Linked DNA regions of Mus musculus: regions 2 and 3 are each linked to region 1. Evidence: chromatin contacts called from public HiChIP or PLAC-seq and promoter capture Hi-C data. All regions are on one chromosome and are shown on one strand. The core of a region is the stretch at or near the end of the contact, and the rest is flanking DNA. Distances in the headings are between cores, read along the strand shown.

Evidence for each region. Promoter capture Hi-C pulls out the DNA fragments that hold promoters and counts their contacts. HiChIP or PLAC-seq counts read pairs in DNA pulled down with a chosen protein or histone mark.
Region 2: a contact with region 1 is called in an H3K27ac HiChIP or PLAC-seq map of cardiomyocytes, with 5 times the contacts expected there. The contact joins the promoter of Rnf217 here to the promoter of Trdn in region 1. A contact is called at or near these places in 2 of 39 promoter capture datasets (cranial neural crest and hippocampal neurons), 1 of 484 Hi-C or Micro-C datasets (cardiomyocytes) and 3 of 115 datasets of contacts at active chromatin or transcription factors (cardiomyocytes, embryonic forebrain and forebrain).
Region 3: a contact with region 1 is called in a promoter capture Hi-C map of hippocampal neurons, with 12 times the contacts expected there. The contact joins the enhancer-like site here to the promoter of Trdn in region 1. A contact is called at or near these places in 15 of 39 promoter capture datasets (the 3T3-L1 cell line, 3T3-L1-derived adipocytes, the C10 cell line and 8 more).

What each region holds. Positions count from the first base shown.
Region 1 is chr10:33,081,172-33,085,195 of GRCm38.p6, reverse strand. It overlaps Trdn (triadin), which reads right to left and starts at 1,713. Exons shown (of 38, transcript NM_029726.2): 1 at 1,451-1,713. The coding sequence starts at 1,472.
Region 2 is chr10:31,607,354-31,611,377 of GRCm38.p6, reverse strand. It overlaps Rnf217 (ring finger protein 217), which reads left to right and starts at 1,653. Exons shown (of 6, transcript NM_001146349.1): 1 at 1,653-2,994. The coding sequence starts at 2,194.
Region 3 is chr10:31,740,514-31,744,537 of GRCm38.p6, reverse strand. The region is part of intron 5 of Nkain2 (Na+/K+ transporting ATPase interacting 2); the gene reads left to right. Among named protein-coding and RNA genes, the nearest start is that of Rnf217, 130 kb to the right of the region's middle. Within about 2 kb of position 1,952, at least 7 of the 459 cell types and tissues checked have an H3K27ac peak or open chromatin away from gene starts, as enhancers often do. A contact at or near this core is called in hippocampal neurons, where this site is marked.

The DNA.
Region 1 (4,024 bases), core at 464-2,963:
AGCCTAGGTTCCAAGCACAGGCTGACAGGAATGCCCAGAGGTTTCTTAATACCTTGTACAGGAATAAGCAGAACACTTTTATAGACAGATCTTTTCAAGGCCAACATAAGGGCGACATGACACAGAATGTCCAAAGTATAGAAAAAAAAATTATAATATTATTTACATTCAGTTAGCAAATTCTGAACTAAAACTGGCAAACAGTAAATTTTATATCCTCTAATGGAAAAGAGAAAACACAGGCTGGCTTCAAGGAGCTGATACCCAATCTTGACTACAATTTGGTAATGGGAAGTCATGGAATATCTGAGTAACAGGGTTTTTTGTGTGTGAAATAGACATCAAATTGCTACTTAGTGGAATGGTGTGAGGTCTCACAAACGAAATGTGCATAAGTTTCTAAACAAAATACCTAATAAATGGAAATCTCTCAGTAATATTGTTATTAATTTGTGGTGACAGGCTATCTCTGTAACTAATACAAGCAAGGCATTTTTTTTCCTCACAGATATTGCCTAAATCTTCAGGGAAAATTATTTTCTTTACATAGATTTCTACCCACACAAAAGATAAAACAAATAGATTTCTATTTTACAGTCTCGTTAAAAACAAAATGACATTTAACTTGGAAACTGTCAAAAGTACCACCTGCCTTATGTACTTATTGCTGTCAGAGAGAATGTTAAGCGTATCTTCCATAGTTTTACCTCAACTAAAGCCAGACTGTATTATTTTTAAAGAATTACTTCATTAGTAAGACGGGTGTGAGTGTTTGTAGATTTATTATAAGTGTATAAATAGAAAATATGTTAATATAAATATAAAACACACTACTTATAGAGAAACAAGAAATGAGTTTACAAAATAACTAGATTTCTAAGAGTTAAATGCTTTATTTTTAAAAGTTAGACTTCTCTGACTTTCTGAAATTTCTAACTTTGTCTTTGAGCATTTGTCAATGGTAAAATGACTATGATTCTTCAGGGCACTTCTATCTGCGATGCATATAAGCAAGCTGTGCACCCTAGCTGGAAAGAGAAGACATTTAAGAATTCAAATTTTAAATACTATAAAGAAAAGATGCTCCAGATCATATTTCTAAACTGACACATCACACATAATATTCTGATTTTTTTCCATCTCCATCCTCACATGTCTTATAATTTTTGTCTTAAATTTTTTGCCACCATGTCCTCAGCTATTTATAGAGGTGAGGTGATAACGGAGAGGGTAGTGGGGCCTCTAGCATAGCAGAAAATACTTTCCACACGTAAAATTCCCGATAAATCTCCCCTTGCTCCCTCAAACACACAAATCTGGCAACCGCTCAGCTTCCAATTTCATTTTGCAGATCCTGTGTAGACTCACAGAACTAATTAACTAGAAGCCAGCTGAAGCCTATAGCGTCCCTGAGGCTGTTGATTTACATAATGTCCCCAGGCAACAGTACCTTCAGCAGTGATCTCAGTCATGGTGGGTGCAGAAATCAAGCAGGTGAAGAGTTCCAGTCAAGTGGCACTTTGCAGAATAAGGTAGGATTAGAGAACTCTGGTAGAGGGGTATGACAAGGGCTCTTCCTTTTCCTGGATTTTCTGGCTGATTTTTGTTGTCTTGTTGAACTTTGCCTCTTCTCTGCAGAGTTCTCCCCCTGGAAACAACCTAAGCCCTTTCCAAGCAGTACTTGTGGCTCAGCTAAAAGTATCAGCTTCAAACAAAAATAGCCTCATCTGCCTTGGACTCTTCAGCACTTTTTTTTTTTTTTTTGGCACTCTGGAGGAACACACACACACACACACACACACACACCAACTCTCAAGCCCTAAAGATACAGGCAAATATAAGTAAGTAAATAAATAAAAGCAAATAAATAAAAGAGGAAAACAAAGCCAGAGTATCTAGAAAGTGCTGTCTAAGCCCCCGCAGTGTCTCTGATATAATTACAGATTGGGGATTGGTGTCAGAAAACATAAAATAAAGAGTTGAAAGTAATCTTACCCTAGATAGCTCAGATTTATTCTTAGTGCCTCTAATACTCAGAACATTCCTCTCTCCCTTATTTGGCTAGGGGAGGATCATGTAATGTCTACCACAGGCAGAGGGGAGGGCAGTTGTTAGTAATTTTTCTGTGTTGGTTTGTTGTTGTCCCAAATCCTCTAGTCAAGTGCACTTATATAGGGCTACACTCAGAACTGAAATTTGTAACTCCTGGCCATTCTTTTAAGCTAGTCATGTTGTAAAAAATTAATATTTTTAAATATTAGTCAATAAGAAGCATGTAATGTGACAATAAAAATCAATCTCTGAGAAGTATGCCGTCTCAGGGTTTTATTCCAACACCTTATTAAAAACAAAATATCTGAATTCATTTCAGCAGTGAAAGAAAGAGAAGGTGAAATAAAGTTTAGAAATCCACTGTTCACATTTTAGAAATGGATTTCACCATTTCCCTTTCCGAACTTGAAAGAAAGGAAGAAAAAAAAATCCTAGCAGCAGCTAACAATTAGCTAAATTGCCTGATTAGCATTTCACCTTCCCACTTCTAGACAGGTGTTAATGAGAAGAGAAATATTCAGTAGTTGGTGGTTGGAAGGGGAAGGAGAATCAAAGGGCATTGATGATCATAAACTTTAACCAATCTGAGAATTATCAAGGGCTGGCTTTCCTTATCTTTTATTTTCATCTCACATTCAACTTAATAAAAGCTTGCAGTTTTGTCTCTTTGCCTTAACTCACTGCCATTGGCTGACAGAATCTCTTGAATCTGTAGGCAATTCTTAGTTTACAAAGCACAGCTCTATCTTCTGTTTTAAAATGAGGCTCAGAAGAATGATGTGACAGCTATTTGCATAGACAATGACATCCTACATGTCACCAGCTGTCTTCATTGGCTGCCTCAATTTCATGGCACAACAGAAATTGCATAGAAATCAGCTGAATAAACAAGTCAGAACTCTTAGTTCAGACGGGAGGAAAAGATTCCAGGTAGACTCTTAATGTTATACAGAGCCCACAACTAGCAGCTGGGACTGGACTGAGATGATTAACATTGATTACAGTGCTCATACATTACCTGAGAGCTAATGTCCTCTTGCAGGCAGTACTGATTCCAAATTAAAGGAATCACTGCAAATAAAGACCATCCAAAAGGCAAAATGATGCCTTTGGAATACTGGGTTAATCTAGAAGTGTTCCCTGAAAGCAGAGTTCACCTCACTGTGGTTCTCTCCTGTGGTTATTTGATAACAATAGCTCCCAAAGGCTATGTATTTGAATGCTTTGCTCCTAGTTGATGGAACTATTTGGGATGTATTTGAATGTGTGGCCTTGTGGGAGGAGGCATGTCACCATGGACAGGCTCTCAAAAGACCACCTGTTCCCAGATAGCTCTTTTTCCCTCTCTCTTTCTGCCACATGGTGTAATCTCAATAGCTAATTCCTCAGCTACTGATCTCACAAAACACTAATCTACTCACTGTTCCCCACCATGATAGTCATAGACTCTATTCATTCCTTAGAACCATAAGCAAGCCCTCAATTAAAGATTTTTCATATATTGTCTTAATCATGATACCTCCTCAGAACAGTAGAAACATAGCTATGATACCCCAAATAATATGTCCATTTGTTACCAACACAATGCTATAGTTTCTAAAAAGCATAACACTTCATGATCCTTGGCCATAGTTAACTGAAGAAATAATTTTGCTATACAACCTACAAACACTTTCAAGAGCAAAGACCTTAATAAAATTTGAAAAGGGGAAAAAAAACTAGTTTCAAACTCTAATTTAATGTTAGGTAAAAATAAGATGAGGATGCTGTTTTAAGTGATTGATGCTACACTCAGGCTCTCACAATTAATTTCATTCTGTAATGTTAAAATGAAAAGAAAAAAGCAAAACAAAACAAAATCCCTCAAAGTTATTGTAGCTAAACAATGTAGGATAATAGTCTCTTACTTCCATCTGTAAGAAGAACCAATGATTTGATGGGCAATTGAAATTAGAGCATTTCTTATTTTGGA
Region 2 (4,024 bases), core at 404-2,903, 1.5 Mb after region 1:
CTCTACAGACCAAAAGTGGCCTTGAACTCAGAGGTCCACCTGACCTTTGCTTCCCAAGTGCTGGGATTAAAGGTGTGTGCCACCACTACCCAGCTAGTAACTATATTTTCACTCTTTTTTTTTTAAAGAAAGAAAGAAAGGAAGAAAGGAAAGAAAGAAAGAAAGAAAGAAAGAAAGAAAGAAAGAAAGAAAGAAAGAAAGAAATCCCATCAGCACACTTATCAGTGGTGCTCCATGAACCTGGGATAGACTGAGCAAAGACCCACCATTATAGGATTGCGTTATGATTCCTCTGTGCTGTTGGGGACCTGTGAGTCCCAGACCTCATGCTAGAGGTGCCAGGCCCAGGAGTCAGGCACGAGAGGATTTACCTAGAGGAAGATGACATGTTGCTCAGAAATGCTAGCAGCATGTAGCAGGAAGAAGTCCTGGTAAGGAAAGAAAGGGCAATCCTTGAACAGGGAGATGGAGTCTTCTGGAGTCCCAGCAACATCCGTCCACTTACCTGTCTGGGCTTTCCAGCGGGTTGTGTTTCTGAGGTGGATACTGAGGATTGAGTGAGTGAGCTATCTCTCCAGGCTGCCTGAGTACCATTTAATCATCAAAAAATAGTTATTCTTCATTCTTGGGTCAGACTACTGAGTGCCAGGGCATCTGGCGGCAAGTCACCATGCTCTGGTGTACCTGAGCTTCAACCGCACCTGATTGAAACCCATGACCTTTGGGTCTCTGCTTGGTCAATACTGAATTCTTAGTTCCCTTGTAGCCTTTGCATTTGCCTTGGAAAATATTTTAGAACAAATCAATAACAACTTCAAGGTTAAAAAATAATCTACACATTTAACAGATTTTTCCTTTGACATGAATGTGTAAATTGAATTCCCTCCCTATTTTAAAAAAATAAAAATGGTTGGCTTCCCAAAAATGTTTTCATTGGCTTTAGAAAACTAAATCACACCAGTGTTTGGGTGACTAATACTTCCTGTAAAATAAAGATAGATCAACACATAATTAAGTTCTGGCTGAGATATAATTGTTGCCTTGGAAACAGTTTTGGGTATGAATATGGTTATGTTAATAAGTTTCCCTGATTCCTAATGATGATCCAGCTGATTAATCAGGCCAGGCTACCCACTTAAAGGGGTTCAGAAACAAAACAAAAACCAAACAAACAAACAAACAAAACCCCAAGAGCCCACAAAAATAATTCGCGAGAGAACACTGAGCAGAGGAAAAGCAGTAAATGTCAGATTAGTTATTCCTTAGTGCTTGTAAATATTATAGTTGGAGGAGCAGACGACAAGTGCTTTTGGGTTATTTATGGTTTTCGAAGATCCTTCCTATCGCACCAGGTAGAATGCACACCATCGCCTCTACTTCTCGAGCGTGACATCCCAGTGTGTTCTCCGTCCAGAGCCCAGGGTCCAGCAGTTTTTGTCGGAAGTTCTACTTAAAGCAGAGCACTAAGGGGCGCCTGCAAGCGCTTAAGCATTTGGCTGGGGCCGAGTGGGAATTCTTAGGGGTGAGAGCACAGCTCAGCTTAGATCACCCTCACTCCTGTGTGCGTGCGACTGTGTGCGTGGGCGCCCGCGCGCGTATGTGTGTACGTGTGGGGAGGTGTGTGCCAAAGGGGTGGGGTGAGGGGAGGGAGCAGGGCCCTAGGTGCTGCACGAGGAGAGGGAGGTCTCCCGCTTCTCCTCCAGGGACACCAGCCACTGCTTGCGGACTCGGCCACCTCTCGGTGACGCCACAGGCCCGGCGACCCTCGGGATCGCCGGCTGCGCGCCCCGCCGCGGAGGCAGGGATGGCGCGGGGCTGACCGTCTCCTCCCGCCTCCCGGGAACTCTTCCGCCCCACCCGGGACTCGCGGGTCCGCGGCAGCGCCGCGACGTGCATGCGGGCCGGGCCCCCTCAGCCTGAGGCCCTCGGAGTCCTCGAGGCGGTGCCCGGCCGCGCCGGACGAGGAGGAAGACGACGACTACGAGGTGGAGGAGGAGGAGCCGGCTGCCCGCACGCTGCGGCCCGGGAGCCCGGGCTCCCCGGAGGGCGCTTGGGGCGTCCCGGCCCCGGAGGAGGGATCCGGAAGCAGAAGGGCCGCCGCGAGTGGAGCGGAGCCGCTTGCCCGCGCTGCCCGGCGCCGGCTGGGGGTCCGGGCGGCTGGATGGGCGGCGGCGGCGCAGGCCGCGGGCGGCGATGGGCGAGGAGCAGAGCACGGTGAGCGGCAGCGGCGGGGCGCGGGCCTCTGGCGGAGGCTCGGCGGGCCAGCCCGAGTCCCCCAGGCCGCGAGGGGACCGCGTCCGGACAGCCGGGCCGCGCGCTGCAGCCTCCTCTTCACGGCCGAACGGCGGCGGCGGCGGCAGAGACCCGGGCTGCGTGGACGCGAGTGTCCAGGAGCCTGCGAGCAACCGGGCCCCGGCAGGGCAGCCCGCGCGACTGCCACTCAGCGGGCCCCTGGACCCCCAGAGTCTGGAACTGCAGCTGGAGCGCGAGGCGGAGGGAGCGGGGCCACGGGAGGCGCCCCCCGGCCAGCAGCCCCCCGACGGGCTGCTCCTGGACGTGCTGGCCCAGCGACACCCGCCCCCCGCCAAGCCGCAAGTCCTCTGCTCCGTGTACTGCGTGGAGAGCGACTTGCCCGAGGCCCCCTCCGCCGAGTCCCCGTCGCCGTCGGAGTCCCCACCTCAAGCACCGCTGGGGCCGATTCCCGCCAGCCCGCCGCCCTCCTTCCCCAGCTCCCCGCTGTCGCTCCCGGCTGACCCCCTTTCCCCCGACGGCGGCAGCATCGAGCTGGAGTTCTACCTGGCTCCGGAGCCCTTCTCCGTGCCTGGCCTATTAGGGGCTCCACCCTACTCTGGCCTGGGGGGAGTAGGGGACCCCTATGCGCCCCTCATGGTGCTGATGTGCCGGGTGTGCCTGGAAGACAAACCCATCAAGCCCCTGCCCTGCTGCAAGAAGGCGGTGTGCGAGGAGTGCCTCAAAATCTACCTGAGCTCTCAGGTAACTCTCCACTACTCTCTGCCCACCCTCAGCCCTGATCGCCATGGCAAGGCATTAAACTTCCTAGCAAGGACAGAGGTGACCGGTCCCCTTATCCAGGGTCTCCAGCAATTGCTGGCGTTCTAGTTGTTATTGAATGTATTTTACTCACACTGGTTTATTGGCTGGTTAACTCTGCTCTGAGATTCAGGTTTTGGTTGGCAGCTGCTAGAGGAATGAGGTGGATTGCCCTCTGATTATTTTGTCTGTGGATTGCATGCAAGAGCTTGTTCCCAGGAAAGTAGAAAGACTGCCTCACAGGCCTGGCATCCCAGAAACTAACAGACAGTGAGCATAAAATAAATATTTGTGGACCTGGTGAGGAGAAGGTTTGGAATTAGTATGTCAGGGCTGTGATAACCTGCCTTTTAAATTCGTTGCCTTTGTATATAGCCAGCGAAATGTAAAGAAGAAAGAGCAAAAAACTCTTGCCTACCCTTCCACACCGAAGTTAAAATACTTTTTTTCCACTGAAATTTTAAGCCAGCACAATACTTTTATCTCTTCAAGAGAGAAACAGAACAGAAAGAGCAAAACAAAGCAGAGAGACCAAAGGTTTAACCAAACAGGGGAACGCAGAACTTCCTTCCCTCCCTCCACCCTCTTCTGACGGGCTTGTTGGTTTTTTTTTTCTTGGAAAGCTTGAGAAACCCTCCTTCATGGTTTTCAGTCTGTGGTGTTTCTGACAGCATTTTGCACAATCCTTAATGCCCTTTGATCCCATGTCTGATTGTCCTAGGCCTATTCATCTTTCAAAACCTTGTCTGTTCAGGTGCCAGCGTTTCTGTGCCAGACGCTGCTTTACCTCAGCTTCCAGGCCACTGCTCAGATATTTTTAAAATGTGTCTTCTAATCGTCCCTGCACTGAAATTGTTCCCTTCCTGCCTGTTTGTCTCCGTAGACTGGACACTGATTTGTTTGTCTGTATCGGCTGAAGGCATTTGAACCGGGCTCTGAACAGTGTGGTTCCTGTGTATTTTGTGGGTAGCTG
Region 3 (4,024 bases), core at 703-3,202, 1.3 Mb after region 1:
TTGTGTCCCTGCAAAATCATTGTTTACAGTTACTGTTAAAGCAATGGTTTAGAAATATCTAAAATCCCAAGATATTTTAGAATGAGTCCAGAATACTTAAAAACAGCTAGTGACATTTTACTGATGTTAAAACTTCACTTTATAGAAACTAAAATAAGAATAATATAAGTCCCAAAATATAGAATCCTTGTATTAAAATTCTTAATATGTCAGAAAATACAAATTATAGGGATGTTGTCTTAGGGAATTCTGTCCTAAGTAAGCTTTATCAATATCATGTAAATCCAAGGAGATCAGAAGTTTCCAACATCTTTTAGATAGATAAATCTTATGCCACCATATCTAATAAAATGCTTCCACAAAACTTCGGAAAGTAATGTCTTTTATCTATTTTGTTACCTCCTTATTCCTGCCTTTATTAATCCAAAGGGTAAGAAACTATATCCTATACAAGTTTCCTCATGGTGATCCGAGAACTCAAACTGTTTGTCTGGCTTTCCTAAGCCATTAGCATCAGGTTTAGACTCTGACAGGCAAAGCACACAGCCCACAAATGTGTGTCAAGGCTGCTTGCATACAGTGACCTTTGGTGACTTCTAGTTACGTTTATCTGTGGTGATTTCCAGCAACAGTTAGGAGTGTTTACAGAGTAAACTCTTAGCTAGCATTTCTCACACTACGATCATTGTCTTAGTCTCTTACCATGTGCTTATCGAAAGACACTGACCAGAAATCTGACTTCTAATAATCTTAAGTAAAGAGGAGTTGAAATGTTTGTCCAACTTTGGGAATAAAGAAAATTATTTTGACCCTTATTTTTAAGAAAGCCAACAAAAACAACAAAAGGGGGTACTCTGAAAGCAAGCCTTGAAGACTTAAGAAATCTCTGATGCTTGTGCAACACTGAAGCTTCCACAGTATCTTTTTAAAGCTACCTGCTTGTCAAATTAGTTCTCTCCATCCCTAGAGGAAAGTTTAGGTTCTGTAACTTGTGGTGAGAACACACTGTAGAGATAAGGACAAGGTTATGGCTACCGGGTGAATAAAATAAGCTTGCGGAGGATCTGAAAGTGAACAGCTCTGTGCTCAGTCTTCAGAGTACCCAGCAGAAGTGAGACGGTACTTATACCTTCAGCATGTTCTACCTGCATCTCAGTTCCCCAAATAATGACGCTGAGATTTAATAATATATGAATGAATGCCTATGCCATAAGCTTTGACTCATTCCCCAAATATCTCATAACTTAATTAATCCATTTACTGTATTATATGAATGCCACGTTGCTGGTTACCTCTTCTCAACTTCATGCATCTGTGTCCTCAGTGTTTGAACCTCTGCCAGCACCCAGAGTTCCTATCTCCCTACCAGAACTCCCACCCCCTATTTCCTGCCTCAGCTAATAGGCCATCAGCCTTTTACTGGCAAGTGATGCTTCCAAATATTACACAAAGAGATTCTCTCTACAGGGAGAGGCATCAACTTCCAAGGAACCATGAACCATGAGCATCAACACAAGTTAGACTCCATAAAATAGTAAGAAATCATTATTCAAATAGAGGGTACTAGACTGCATAACACGGGAGAGGAGGGGAGATTGAGAGGAGGAATTAATATTTCAGGCTAGCCTCACACTTACTATGTAGCCAAGATGACTTCAAACTTCTGATCTGATTCCTCCTCCCAAGTGCAGGGATTATAAGTATGCAATGTTTTTGCAATGCTGAGTTGAGCTCAGTCTTGTGTGTGCTAGGAGAGCACTGAGCCTACCAAGCTTCATGGCTAGCCTTATAACAGATCCACTAATACAACATCTCTCTGCAGTGAAAAGCTTGAACGGGAACTTCTCTGTGCTTGACCCCATAGTCAAAACCAGAGCTAAAGCCTGGCCAATGAGCTGACCGCATGAACTCACAGCACACCACTGCCACCTGCTGTTCACACTACAATATGACATCAGGCAGCATGTTCTGTTTCCTATGAATCAGTAGAGCTGCCATGAGAACACACCACAGCGTCAACACCTTAAACAACAGAAACTTATTCTCTCCCAGTTCTGGAAGCTGAAACTCCAAGATCGAGGTGTTAGCACACATATTGTCCTGAGACCTCTCCCTGCCTTATATATGGTACTTTTTCAAAGTCCTTGTGTACCATATTCTCCATCTCTTTCTAGTTATTTTTAATAATTTCGAGCCAGTTAGACTGCAGCACTGTTCTGATGACTGTGTGTAACTTTAATTGGCTCTTTAAAGGCTTTGACTCAAATTTAAGCCTTCTATTTATAAAATGAGGGAGCACAAATCAAGCTATACCCCAAACACATACATGCACACACACATACACAAGCACATATGTACATGCAGAAGCAGGCAAGCATGCGTGTACATGTGCACGCACATAATATGCTTTTTTAATGTATAAGTGTATTTATGGAGGGAAGAGTGGAGGTGGCCTCAGATTAGAATTTTTGGGTAGTAATGCTGCCCAGCATGGCAGCATCTTCACTACCATCAAGCAAGAAATCCCGACACTTTCAACTGTAACATCATCTGCTTTTAGATGAAAAGTTCCACACCAAGGAAAACTAAAAGCAAAGCATGGACTGTCTCAACCATTTGAGCACAGTGGCCCTTAGAACACACATGTTTGTGTTTGTTCTGTCTTAAGAGAACATCTTGTCCTTTTAAGAACTAAATGTTGGTCTCTTGCAAATACCTTAGAGTGGGCATCCTCACTATGCTCTTTACAGCCCAGCTCCCCTGTCTCTGACCATAGCTTTATGGCCCCATGTCTCCTCCAACCAGTTAACACCCCATATTTGTTCTTGTTTACAATCTTCTATAAAAGAAATTAAAGTGTCTGGGATCACTGGTCTTCATCCTTTTTACCATATGCATGGCACTTTTCTCTTGCTTAGACCCCACCCCCTGATGCATAGCATTGACACTTTGTCACTTCAGTGACAATACTAAAAATTTACCTTCGAGTGTTACCTGCTATTAAAAGATCTTTATAGAAAATATCTACAGTCTTTAAGAGGGAAAAAAAAAGTCCTTCAATACATGACTTCTCCATTTTCATTAGTTTCTTTCTTAAAGTAATTTCATTAGAACAAAGTACATGCATCCATTTTAAAGTACCTTTTTCTAAATACTTTATCCATATCTATGGATTCCTTTACTTGTAGACTCAAAATGGCAGATAGAAAATATTTGGGGAGAGGGAAGAGTACATTTGTACAAACTATGGCCAGATGTGTTGTCCTTGTCAAAAGTTACAAAGAGTAGATAGATAGATAGATAGATAGATAGATAGATAGATAGATAGATAGATAGATGATAGCAACTGTTTATTGAACAGAACATTTACACTGCATTGGATAATACAATCCAATGCAGTAATCCAAAGATGACTGTGTCTAGTGCAGGGTGTGTGTAGATTATATATAAACTCTGTGTCATTTTTTTTCTAGGATACCTAGGAAATTGTAAGTTTTAAATCCACAGGAAGTTCCTGGAATCCCCATGGCTACTATAAAAAATGACTATGGTTACCACCTTACCTAATAGAGACACAATGCCTTTTCCAGATGTTATTCAATATGAAAATCACCTAGGGAAAAGTTGTGGACTGTCATAACCTAAGGGACTTAGTCTGAAATCAATATTGGAAAATGAATTCTAGCTACTTAAATTTGAAGTTAGACACATACAAATGCCCACCAACTAAATGCAAATGAATAAAGCCCTGTCCTGAATTCTCTCAAGTCAAGGGGCCTAGGGACAAAAGTCACAATCAATTTATAAAATCTTTCTTTTGAAAAAGAGAACCACAGAAAAGAACTCACTGCTTTCAGGATAATTTTCTATTACTTTTTTTTTTTTTGATTTTTCTTCTAAAGTCTGCTGGCCTACTCTGTTTATCAAACTACATTCTGTATGTTTTGAGCATGTCTCCAGATGGCCAGTGTCACCGGGCTCGATGGTAACTGTTTGAGCATAGGAACTTACTATGCAGGGGATG